Regions from separate parts of the Mus musculus genome. Here all the other regions are linked to region 2. The links are chromatin contacts, called in public HiChIP or PLAC-seq and promoter capture Hi-C maps. All regions are on one chromosome and are shown on one strand. The core of a region is the stretch at or near the end of the contact, and the rest is flanking DNA. Distances in the headings are between cores, read along the strand shown.

The links. Promoter capture Hi-C pulls out the DNA fragments that hold promoters and counts their contacts. HiChIP or PLAC-seq counts read pairs in DNA pulled down with a chosen protein or histone mark.
Region 1: a contact with region 2 is called in an H3K27ac HiChIP or PLAC-seq map of embryonic stem cells, with 4 times the contacts expected there. The contact joins two enhancer-like sites.
Region 3: a promoter capture Hi-C map of embryonic stem cells shows a contact between it and region 2, with 3 times the contacts expected there. The contact joins the promoter of Larp1b here to the enhancer-like site in region 2. A contact is called at or near these places in 3 of 39 promoter capture datasets (embryonic stem cells and liver), 2 of 115 datasets of contacts at active chromatin or transcription factors (embryonic stem cells and stem cell-derived neural progenitor cells) and 1 of 9 other capture datasets (pancreatic islet).

Annotation. Positions count from the first base shown.
Region 1 is chr3:41,098,539-41,102,423 of GRCm38.p6, forward strand. No RefSeq gene overlaps it. Among named protein-coding and RNA genes, the nearest start is that of Pgrmc2, 17 kb to the left of the region's middle. Within about 2 kb of position 1,278, at least 9 of the 459 cell types and tissues checked have an H3K27ac peak or open chromatin away from gene starts, as enhancers often do. A contact at or near this core is called in embryonic stem cells, where this site is marked.
Region 2 is chr3:41,693,103-41,697,152 of GRCm38.p6, forward strand. All of the region lies in intron 9 of Sclt1 (sodium channel and clathrin linker 1), which reads right to left. Among named protein-coding and RNA genes, the nearest start is that of Sclt1, 47 kb to the right of the region's middle. Within about 2 kb of position 2,744, at least 6 of the 459 cell types and tissues checked have an H3K27ac peak or open chromatin away from gene starts, as enhancers often do. A contact at or near this core is called in embryonic stem cells, where this site is marked.
Region 3 is chr3:40,948,016-40,952,222 of GRCm38.p6, forward strand. Larp1b (La ribonucleoprotein domain family, member 1B) reads left to right here and starts at 2,635. Exons shown (of 10, transcript NM_001040399.2): 1 at 2,635-2,669.

The sequences.
Region 1 (3,885 bases), core at 28-2,527, 600 kb before region 2:
ATGTTTTAATTCTGGCATCTTCCCTAGGCATCTTACTTCAACATCTTTTTAAAAATGTTTTATTTTAAATTATGTGTGTGTGTAGTTGTGACTATATGCATGTGTTTGCAGGGGTCCTCAGAAGCCAGAGGAGGGTGTTGGGTCCCCTGGAGCTGGAGTTACAGGTGGTTATGAACTGCCCAGCTTGGGTGCTAGGAAGTGAATTCAGGTCCTCTATAAAAGCAATTCATTCTCTTAGCCATTAGGTCATCAGCTCTCCAGCCCCCATTGTACTATATCTTCTTACTCCTAGCCAGTCACTCTTCCGGGCGTGGGGTTTTAAAGATAAATATTCTTTGGACCTTGTCTTCAAAAGATATCCAGTCCTTGTTGAGAGCTAGCTGGTAAAGAGCATTGAGCACTTGGCATGGAGACACACTACAGCACCTGGGAGACTCAAACCAGAGGATGAAGGGTTTGAAGCTAGCTTGGGCTACATAGTGAGTTCTAGATTAGCTTGTTCTACAGAGAAATAGAGATAGATAGATAAATAGACAGATAGACAGACAGACAGACAGAGACAGAGAGTTGAGGCTGAATGGAGATGCTGGCCACAGCATCCTGCAGATGATTTCAGACTGTATTTAGCAAGAAGTTTTGGTATCTGAAGACCATGCTATGGAATTGGGAGCAAAAACCCCAAAGTTGCCCTTTGGCCTTCATGTGAGCATGTATCTGCGCGCACACACACACACACACCACTAATAATGAATTAAAAAAACAGAATTCTGGATGAGGGTTTAGAGAACTCTGATTCAGATGGTAGATGGTAAATTTTAGAACTCAAACATTCATTTTTTTATTATTAGATGTAAAGGTTAAATCAGTAATTAACTTCAATATAAAGAATATTAAATCTCAGACCAAAATACACATGGGAATTCTGTTTTTAATTTGACCTCTTCCTTCCTTCAGTTTCTTCAGTGGCCGGCCTGGGCCTGGTACTCACGGCAATCCTCCTACCCTAGTCCCCTGAGTGCTCTGATTACAGATGTGCTCCACACCAGGCAAGTGACAATGTAAAACCTTTCAAATGGAAAGAAGTTTCATCTGCAAAGCTGTCAAGAGAGGGGTCCTGCCATCCTCTGGGAGTTCCTTGAAACATAAAATAGAAAGAAAATGAGGAAGGAAGAAAAGGGACGTCTCTGATTGTTGGCCCAGATTCCAGGCCTTCCACTCTTAAGCTTTTGGAGGAACAAACTGTTCAGCTTTTCCATCTTGCATTAGGCAGGGCACATGCCCTTCTTTTTCATGGAGATGTCTCCATTAGAAAGGGCCCAATAGAGGCCAGGTGTGTGTCTCAGTAGGGTGCTCACCTCCTGTGCAGGAGACCTTGGTTCAAACAGCAACATTGCTTAAAACAGGTGTGTACTGCAAGGTACCTGTAATTCTGACCCTTGGGTGGTGGACTGCTAACATCAGAAGTTCAAGGCCATTCTCTGCTACATAGTGAGTTTGAGAATGCTCTTGGGTACCTGAGACCCTTCATTGTTGTTTGTTTTAAGGCCCCGGAAGTAGGTATCCTTTAGTGAGCTGTGTCACACAGGAAAATGTAGCATAAGATAGCATGAGCTCAGCCTCCATGGCTGTTGGAGGATCTGCAGGCAACAGCATCTGTCTGTCCAGTACAGGACTACAGAGCAGTGAGGCTCTGTCATTATGTCTTTAGGGGATCTCTGTCTCTACTTTTCTCTGCCATTTCTGTTGCTTAATCCTGACTGTCCTCACAGTCACGGGGCTGGAGTCCAGCCCTCTGATATCATATCCACTCTCTTAACAAGAGCCTCATGACCTCTTGGTGATAAGTCCCCTAAGCCAGCAGTCAGGCATTTATGATTCTCACTTATCAAAAAATGTAAAAGATCCATAAGGTCGTTCCAACTGTGCATTTCTGTCCAAGTGCCCTGCTATCTTGGGGAGAAGGGGCCAATTTCCAGAAGCCCTGGCTTCAGTCCAGGTGTAAACAAAATGGCAGAGCCTGAAGCCACCCCTAGGATGTGCCCAGGGAGCTGGCCTCACCTGTCCATCTTGGTTTTTAAGACCCTCAACTGCAACCTTCCTCTCCCTTTATTTCAGAGACTTATATGGCATATTTTACATTTTCCAAAATTCCTGCTGCTACTTTAATAGTCATTTATTTTTTTATATGCCATAAAGTATTTTTCCATGCTGGGAATACATCAACATTTTCATAGTTTGAAATTGTCTCAAAATAAGAGCTTTTAAAAGAATAAAGATCCTAAAGTTTTATTGAGGCATGAGTGTTAATTTACATAAATGTAAATTATTACTTATGTAGTTCTTGAAATGCTTAGGTCTCCCCCACCCCGACTTAGTATTTTTAGTTAAGTATTTCCATGTGCTGTGTTAGCTTTCTGTTACTGTAAGAAAATCCTCAGGGGTAAAGTTTACATAAAAAGAAGGACAGCTTGGGTTGGGGATGTGATTGCGTTGGTTGAGTGCTTGCCTAGAACATACAAGGTGCTGGATTCAGTCTTCAAGTACCTTATAAATGAGGGGTGGTAATACACATTGGAATCTTACCCAAAACTTGGAAGACAGATGCAGGACTCTCAGAAACTCAAGGTTATCCATGGATACATACTGAATTCACATTCAGCTTGAGATGCAAGAGACCCTATCCCAAAACAGTTAATACACATCATTTTTTTTCTGAAATTGTAATTTATTATTTCTGTGAATGAAAGTTTCTGACAAATGATTGTGTCCGATGATAACATCTTCATGAGTAAAAGTGTTAGTAAACTGACCCAATTGTCCTTAAGCAATACTTTTTTAAACAAATAGTCATGAGGGAATAGCAGGTCACGCATTAGCAAATGCTAGTTTATCACAGGCATATTAAAACAATGATGAAGGAAAAGTACAATAAAACTTCATGGAAAATTCTATGGCTTGGTAGAATTTCTCTTCTTGGCCAGGCATGTGAGTGTGTGGGAAGGGGCTAGGATGCCTGTGTGCATCCTAGTGCTAGTGTTTCCCAGTAGCTACCCACTAGCTGTAATTTGCTGACTTTTACCAGTTTCAGTTCATGATTTCAGAACTTGGGCACCATGGTATCAAGCAGCTGCTTTTTCTTGGTAGTGCTGGTGATGAAGGGGCTATAATTTACCACCTCAAGTCAAGGATTTCCACACTAAGCTGCAAGACACTAGATGGTCACCATGTGTTGGAGAGCTGGTGGATATTAATAGCCCTTCACACACACACAAAAAGTCGTTCCCTTTTAATCTCGGCCAATCCAAGAAACAATAGACATAACTCAGTGACTCTCATCTAGGTTTGTTGGCTTTAGGAAGCTGGTAGAAAGAAAGAATCGAAGAAAGTGTAAGCTTCCAGGCACTTTTAGAGGAGACCAAGTAGTAATCTGGGCCGTAGGGCTCTTGAATCACACCACTAGGGCCAGGGTTCACAGTGTTACCGAAGTTGGCTGCTCTTGGAATTGTGTTGATATGGCATTCAGCCAAGAAAGCCAAGGAAATAGGAATCTCTTTCTCCCTGCCCTTTGTCTCTCCAGCAGGGCACTGCCTGGCCACTCTCTGTCGGGTGAGTTGTCAAGAGACCAATAGAATCACCTGCCAATGCAGGATCCACCCCAGCAGAGGAGGGAGTCTGTCCCGGAGCAGAGCAGACACTGTGCAGCTCAGTCGGGTGCCGTGGATTTTCCTTATTCCAGACCTTTTCATCCATCGACCGATGGACCTTTGATGCAGGCTCTTATCTCTGTGGGTAAAGGTGAAAGCTTGCTTGGGCTTGAGTGGAAGAAAGAGTGGTACTTCATTTTTTATTGGTTGAAAGTTAAAAGTCTTGTCTTACCATGCCACA
Region 2 (4,050 bases), core at 1,494-3,993:
GGTGACACAGTTCAAGCCTTTGGTTCCATGTAGTTTATAACAATGGAAAGATAAATCAAATGGCTATCATGACGCTGTCTGACAGTTCAACTTTGTAACAGTATCCCTTGACCTCTAGCCCCAGGTTCTTCAATTTCCCTCACAACATGGATCTTCTATATCCAATTTATTTCTCAGTACATGACTGCAGGTCTTTATGAACCAATTTCATTACTCACCTTTCTTCCAAGATCTATCTCTGCATTCTAAGTCACACTACTAAGCTACAGAGATTATTTTTAATTGCAGTCTTTTCTGGGCCTTGAATTTAGAGTTAAACACAATGTTAGATGACTCATTGTTTCAACAGTCATGACAGCTTTCAGTATTGTTTGGTGGTCCTTCTACTCTTTGTTTTCTAAGTTCATGTTAAACCATGATATATGTTGTTATTGAATATTTTTATACTAAAATTCTCTATATGTTTAATGTAAACAATATGTTTTGGCATTTAATTAAAACTTTATATGAAAAACATGAATGCTTGTTGTTGATACCTAGTTTTCCACACAAGTAATTGCCACATTATACATACTGTTGCCTTGGTGATGAACAAGTAGGCTGCCTGTAGCTCCCAAATTCTACAAATAGCCACAGTCCACAGAAACAATGACTAAGTTAGGGAACATAACTGCTAGAAATGTTTTTATCTTAGAAACAAATAACCATATATAGTATATACACTATATACTTAGCATTTATACTATACATACTAAATATGGATACATCTCTCTATAGCCAAAATGTCTATAGTGAAGAGACTATTATTTAAAAATGGTTGAACAATGCTAATGTATACTATCCTCTTTCAGACATTATTATATTCTACTTTCAATCTATACAAATACATATGCATGTTTATTACACACACACACACACACACACACACACACACACACACACACACACACAGACTTTTTGAGATAGGGTATTACATGGTCTAGCCTCAAACTCACGATTTTCCTGTCTTTACCTAAGAGCTAGTATTACAGGTGGGTGTCTTCACAGCAATTTTACAAGTCTGGCATCAATTTTTGAGTATAAATTAATATATCCTAAGAATACCAAATCAAGAAATATGAAAAATCTGGAACACTAAGAATTCTGAAACAGTATCAGCACCAAGACAATGCAACATGTGGGAAAATTTACACCTGACCTCATGTGCTAGCTTGTAATAAAAATGTTTGCAAACTAAAAATATTATATTAAATTACTTTCTGGCTCTGAGTGTAAGACATATAAAATAAATTTTGCTTTTAGACTTGGTTCCATTTCTAAGCCAACAATTTGTGTGTATGTAAGTATGCCAAATTTTGAAAAAAAAAAGAAAAAGCCCAAAACAAACCAAACCAAACCCCCAAACCACTCAAGTCTGTAACTGCCCTGTCATATTGCTTAGTTTTCATTTTTCAGGATGTTGTGACCTTTGAAATGTTTTCTCCCAGGCTTTGTCCAATCATCTTTGGCTCTTATTTGTCAATCTTTTCTATTTTGGCTTATCTTATAAAATGTTGAGTAAGAAATATTTACCCCCAGCAAAACTTGAAATTACCAGAGATGGAGGATCCAAGGTATTCTAAGACAAAACCAAGTGTAAACAATATCTTTCTACTAATCCAGCCCTGGGATAACAGAAAGAAAGGTCCAACACAAGGAAAGAAACTACACCCAAGGAAAAGCAAGAAATTAATTTTTTCACAACCAACCCAAACGAAGAGAAGCACAAAAACATAATTTCACTTCTAACAACAAAATAACAAAAATAACAGGAACCAACAATCATTGGTCTCTAATATCTCTCAACTTCGATGGACTCAATTCATCAATAAAAAGGCATAGGTTAACAGACTGGATACCTAACCAGGATCCAAAATTTGGTTGCATACAGGAAACACACCTCAGTGGCAAAGACAATTATTACCTCACAATAAAAGACTGGGAAAAAATTTTCCAAGCAAATGGTCCCAAGAAACAAGCTAGAGTAGCCATTCTAATATTGAATAAAATCAACTTTCAACCAAAAATTATCAAAAAAGATAAAGAACACTACAAACTTATCAAAGAAAAAAATCCACCAAGATGAATTCTCAATTCTGAACATCTATGCCCCAAATGCTAGGGCATCCACATTTGTGAAAGAAACAATACTGAAGCTCAAAGCACCCATTGAACGTCACACAATAATAGTAGGATATTTCAACACCCCACTCTCACTAATGAACAGATCAAGTAAACACAAACTAAACAGACACAGTGAAACTAAAAGAAGTTATGAACCATATGGATTTAACAAATATCTACAGAACATTTCACCCTAAAACAAAAGAATATACCTTCTTCTCAGCACCTCATGGTACCTTCTCAAAAATCAACCATATACCCGGACACAAAACAAATGTCATAAGATACAAGAAGACCAAAATAATCTCATGCATTCTATTAGATTACCACGGACTAAGGCTGGTCTTCAATAGCAACAAAAACAACAGAAAGCCCACATACACATGGAAGCTGAAAAACACTCTACTCAATGATAACTTGGTCAGGGAAGAAATAAATAAAGAAATAAAAAACTTTTTGTGTAGCTTCCCCCAGCCTTGAGTAGTCTGGCTTTGACCTTGCTGCCACTGAGTATGAGACCACCTGGGGTGGAGCCTTCTGACTTAGATGGCTCTATTGTTTTGTCACTTGCTGCTGCTCTTCTCCAAGACACTGCTACCTGCTGAGAGGCCCTAGAGATATTCCAGAGACAGCACCTGGCAGATCACCTACAGGCTGACGACAGGCACCAAGAATGGATTGGTGGGGGATGGGCCTCCCCCTTTATAAACACACTCTTAGTAAACTTTGGGGCCTTGATCAGAAAAAATTGTCTTGGTCTCCATTATTTTTGTCACTGTTTCCTTCCATACAGCTCCAGCCTCCCACTCAGGAACCCAGTTAGTGTGGCTGCAGACGGCTACATTTTTGGAATTCAATGAAAATGAAGGCACAACATACTTAATCTTACCAGACACAATGAAAGCAGTGCTAAGAGAAAAACTCATAGCCCTGAGTGCCTCCATAAAGAAACTGAAGAGATCATAACTAGAAACTTAATAGCTCATCTGAAAGCTGTAGAACAAAAGAAGGAAATGCACCCAAGAGGAGTAGACAGCAGGAAATAATGAAACTCAGGACTGAAATCAACCAAGGAGAAACCAAGAGAACTATACAAAGAATCAACAAAACCAGGAGCTGGTTCTTTGAGAAAATCAGTAAGATAGACAAACCCTTAGCCAGACTAATCAGAGGGCACAGAGACAGTATCCAAATGAACAAAATCAGAAATGAAAAGGGACATATAACAACAGAAATTGAGGAAATCCAAAAAATAATCAGATCCTACTATAAAAGCCTATACTCAAAAAAAAAAAAAAAAAAAAAAAAAAAAACAACTGGAAAACCTGGAATGAAATGGATGATTTTCTAGACAGATACCAGGTACCAAAGTCAAATCAGGATCAAATAAACCATCTAAACAGTCTCATAACCCCCAAGGAAATAGAAACAGTCAGAAGTCTCCCAATCAAAAAGAGCCCAGGGCCAGATAGTTTTAGTGCAGAATTCTATCAGATCCTCAAAGAAGATCTAAACAAGTACTTCTCAAACTAATCCATAAACTAGAAATATAAGGAACACTACCCAATTCTATGAAGCTACAGTTACAGTGATACCTAAACCACAAAAAGACCCAATAAAGAAAAAGAACTGCAGACCAATCTCCCTTATAAATATCGATGCAAAAATGCTCAATAAAATTCTCAAACTGAATCCAAGAGCACATCAAAATGATCATCTACCATGATCAGGTAAGCTTCATCCCAGGAATGCAGGGATGAGTCAATGTACAGAAATTCATCAACGTAAACCACTATATAAACAAACTCAAAGACAAAAACCACATGATCATCTCGTAAGATGCTGAAAACACCTTTGCCAAAATACAACACCCCTTCATGTTAAAAG
Region 3 (4,207 bases), core at 1,385-3,884, 750 kb before region 2:
GGCTGAGGTGCCTATTTAACAATGGGGACCTGGAAGCTAGGTTCTCCAGGCATCCTTCAGCCCCAAACAATTACAGGGCCCTCCTGGCTGCCATACCCCCAGTCCCTACACTGGACTCCCCAGCCCAGGCAACTGGGCTGCTCTTCCCTTATTATAATGCAGCCATTCTGGTTGCACGTCCCTTTTGTACCTTTGGCCTCCAGGCTGCTAAAATTTGTCCCTTTCTCTCCCCTCTTCCATCCCCCCCTCCTCTCCACATGCCTCCAGTTCAGTCTCAGTCTGGTCATGTCCACTCTAGATTCCTCCACCATGCCTAGGAGCAGTCATGTCCTCTCCTCTGTAGCTCTTTTTTCACTCAGTCAATTGTTCAAAGCAAAGGAGCTGGAGAGATGGCTTGAGGACTAAGAGCGCTTACACTCTGGCTTCCCAGCACCGTGCTGGGCACAACAGCCTGTATCGGCAGCGCAAGGAGGATCCAATACCTCTGGTAATCAAGGGCACCTGCACACTTGTGTGTGTGCACAAACGCACACACACGTACTCGCATTCTTGTGATTAAAAATAGAACAATTCATGCTGGGCAGTGCGCTTCTTTAATCACAGCATTTGGGAGGCAGAGGCAGGCGGATCTAAAAAAAGAAATCTAGACAGAGTGAATGTACAAAGCCAACTGGGTGTGGTCCTTATGCTTTAATACTAGCCTTAGGGACTCTAAAAGAATCTTAAAAAAAAAAAAAAGTTCAAGACTAGCTGGTGGGTAGCACGCATGCCTGTTGGTCATCCCATTTCAAAAGCTAAGGCAGGTGCATTCCTTTGAGTTCAGAACCAGACTGGTCTAAATCGATGGCTTCCAGGGCAACCTGGACTAGAATGGTAGGCTCACGGCCAGCCTCGAGATCGAGGTCAACTTGTGCTACAGGAGACTTAGTTTGATGAAAACATCAAAACCCACTGAAAAAAAATGAAAAATGAAAAAGGTGGCGAAATGTCTAGTGTTCGTTTTACTCAAGAGCACTAAAGAATCATTTCGTTGTCTGTAGGTTAGAATCAGGACCGACAAGTGCACTTCTTGTAATGTCGAGGCTGGGTCTTCACTTGAACTTGGCTCCGGATCAGGAGTGCCTATTGGAGCCCACATCGTTACTGGGAAACTTTTCCTGGGTCCTGAGGACCCGCCCTCGTGAAAAGCCTGAAGCGTTTCACCTTAGCGCAAATGGACTTTCTGGTCCTCCTGGTTCCTGAAGATTGTCCTCCTAGTCCCTGGGTCACAGACGTAAGATGCTCCCCAAGCGTAGCAGGTTCATCCTCGCGATCCGCTAGGGCGGGGCTCTCATCAAACCATGCCCGCCGCATTCGGGAAGACTCCACAGGCCGCGGTCGCCCGCAGCGTTTAGGGAATGCCCGCAAGTGGCCACGTCACTTTCCAGGGTGCCCGCCCCCTAACCTGCCTCGCCCTCTACCCGCCCCGCCCCTCACCCTGACTGGCCCTCGCCCTGGTCCTTGGGCACCTGGCCTACTGAACGCTGATTATCTTGGCTCTTGCCTACATCACGCCCCGCCCACTGGCACGCCTTTCCCCTTGCGCGCCCCGCCTCTTGGACGCCTCCGCCTCCGCACGCCCAGCCCATCGGCCCGCCTCAGCCTATAAACGCCCCGCCTACCTGGCCACCCCGCCCATTGGCCCTCCTCGCCCTCTGTACGCCCCGCCCAGTAGCCTTCCTCGCCCTCTGCACGCCCCGCCCCTGGCTGCCTCGCCCTCTGCATGCCCCGCCCTCAGGGACAGTTACCGGCTCAGGCCGCGCGCGCCTCCGCAGCTCGCCAGAGATCCTTCAGACTGGCTGGAGCGCCGCGTTGTCGCCCGCGCCCGCTGAGGGCTCGCGGCTCGGGCGCGCCCGGCGCGAGTGGCGAGCTCCGGCCGTGCGCTGCGACGAGGCCAGGCGGCGGGCGGTTAGCGCTCCGCTCGGCGGGCGGGGAGGACGGGCACGCCGGGCGCTGCACGCCTCGGCGGGCGGGTTCCGCGTCCCAGGACCGAAGCGGGTCGGTGCCCCCGTGTGGAGAGAGGGGCGGCCGGGCTCCCTGGACCCGGACGGCCCCCGGCTGGGCAGGAGGCTGGGGCCAGGGGCCGGCCATGTCCGCTCGCGCCCCGGTGCCCGCCGCTGCCACCCGGGAGGACCCGCCCGCCGTGGCCGGAGACCGGGACGCGCTGTTGGCAGCGACGAGCCGGCGGGCGGAGCAGCCGGCGCCCGGCGAGCGGGAGGGCAAGGAGGCGAGGGAGGAGCGGGCCGCGGCCGCCACCAGCGCGGGTGCGCGGGGAGAGCCGTCGCCGGCGCTCGTGCTGGGACACAGCGTGCCGCAAGCGGCCGTGCCCGTGAGGCCGCTGGCGCTGCACCTGGCGCACAAGGCGCGTGCGCCCGGGGGTCCCTTCGGCGGGGAGGCTCCGCCGCTGCCGCCGCCGCCTCCGCCGCCGCCACCACCACCGCCGCCGCTGCCGCCGCCAGCACCGCGGGACCCACCGGAGGACGCCCGCGAGGACCCAGCGGCAGCCGGCCCGGAGGACAAGCCGCCGCCGCCGCCGCCAAAGGGGAACCCGTGGACCAAGAAGCTGCCGCAGCACCTGTCCACCGTGGGCACCGGCGTGCCGTCGCCCGCTCAGGACTCCCCGGAGGCCGGTGAGTGCGGTCCGCGGGAGGTGTTTGGTTCCTAGGTGTCATTCACCGTGCCGATTTACATAAATGGACATCTAGGAGAGGGAGCGACAGGAAGAGGTGGGACCTCAGGTTCTCCTTGACGGGTAGGGGCACGACGTGGGTGACTGGGCAGCGGGGCTGTGCTGGGCTCGTGCCTTCACGTGTCGGCGTCCTAGACGCGGTGAATACCGTGGAAAAGTTTCCGGGAACTTGACACAGAGTAGAGGCGAGTCGGGACGAGCGGATTTGTAAGTGGAAGTCCGATTGGGCTGGCTCCTGAAGTGAGGTGGTGAAACGAAAGTCTCGAAAAGCTGCTAGGTAGATGTGGCTGTGAAGGCAGCTGGTATTAGGTGTTTTTGCGGTTGTGTGGTTGTGTTTCAGAATGCCTGACACAGGACAGTTGATTCAGAGTCCGGATCGCACAGCTGGTCCCACGGTAGCCTGCGCGTTAGCAATTGGGTTGTGCCTTTGCGTTCGAATGCTGACCCATGCAATATGGCCCTTGGGGCTTTATTTGGGTTGCAGCAACTGCAGTTAGAAAGTAAAATGAAGACTGGCTTGTATTTGGTGGCGTATGCCGATTGATGTAGAGGATTAGGCGTTCGAAGAGAAGTCAAAAAGAAAAAAGTTAGAATGGAAATGCTGAGTAAAACTCTCCTTTTTCTTTTTTTTTCTTTTTTTAATAAAACTGCACTAAAATAACTGAACTTTTCTGTGGGAATTGCGGCTGTTTTGTTGGCAAGTTTTCGCTGGTCTGGGGAGAGTTGGTGGAACAGCCGAAGTTTGAGCATGTTTATGGGGTTGTGAGGGTCAAATGCGGTGAAGGGATCCTGTACAATTGTGATTGTTTTATCTCTCCTGTAGGGGGAGATAAATGTTGAACCAATTTAGTTTCTTAGGTTTTGCACGCAGAACCAATTTAGTTTCTTAGGTTTTGCACGCAGAAATGCTCACTAACTTATTTGCTTTTGTTATTTTGCTTGCTTTTTGAAACACTATCTACTTGTGTAGCCCAGGGGGTTGTGGAATTCTTGATCCTCACGTCACTGTCTTCTTCAAGATACTGGGATTATAGACATTCTGCTCTCCTTATTAATTCTTACTAAATTTTGACACCTTAAGGAAAAACAAAACAAAAGCACTGAGTTTTGCTCTCCATCTTGTATTAGTACAATTCTGGCCTGCTGAAAAGAGCAGTTTACTACCATTGCTAAATAAGTGAAGAGAACATGGTATATCAAGTCTTCTTAAAATTTCGTAGAGAAACCTGTTGATCACTCTGTTACCCCTCCATATCTAGATTTACACAGAGTACTAGGCATTATAATATTTATTGAACTATGAAATATTAATCGAGTTTTTTGTGTGTTTGTTTTTGTTTTGTTTGTTTGTTTGTTTTGTTTGCTTTTCGGTTTTTGGAGACAGGGTTTCTCTTTACAGCCTTGGCTGTCCTGGAACTCACTTTGTAGACCAGGCTGTCCTCGAACTCAGAAATCCACCTGCCTCTGCCTCCCGGGTGC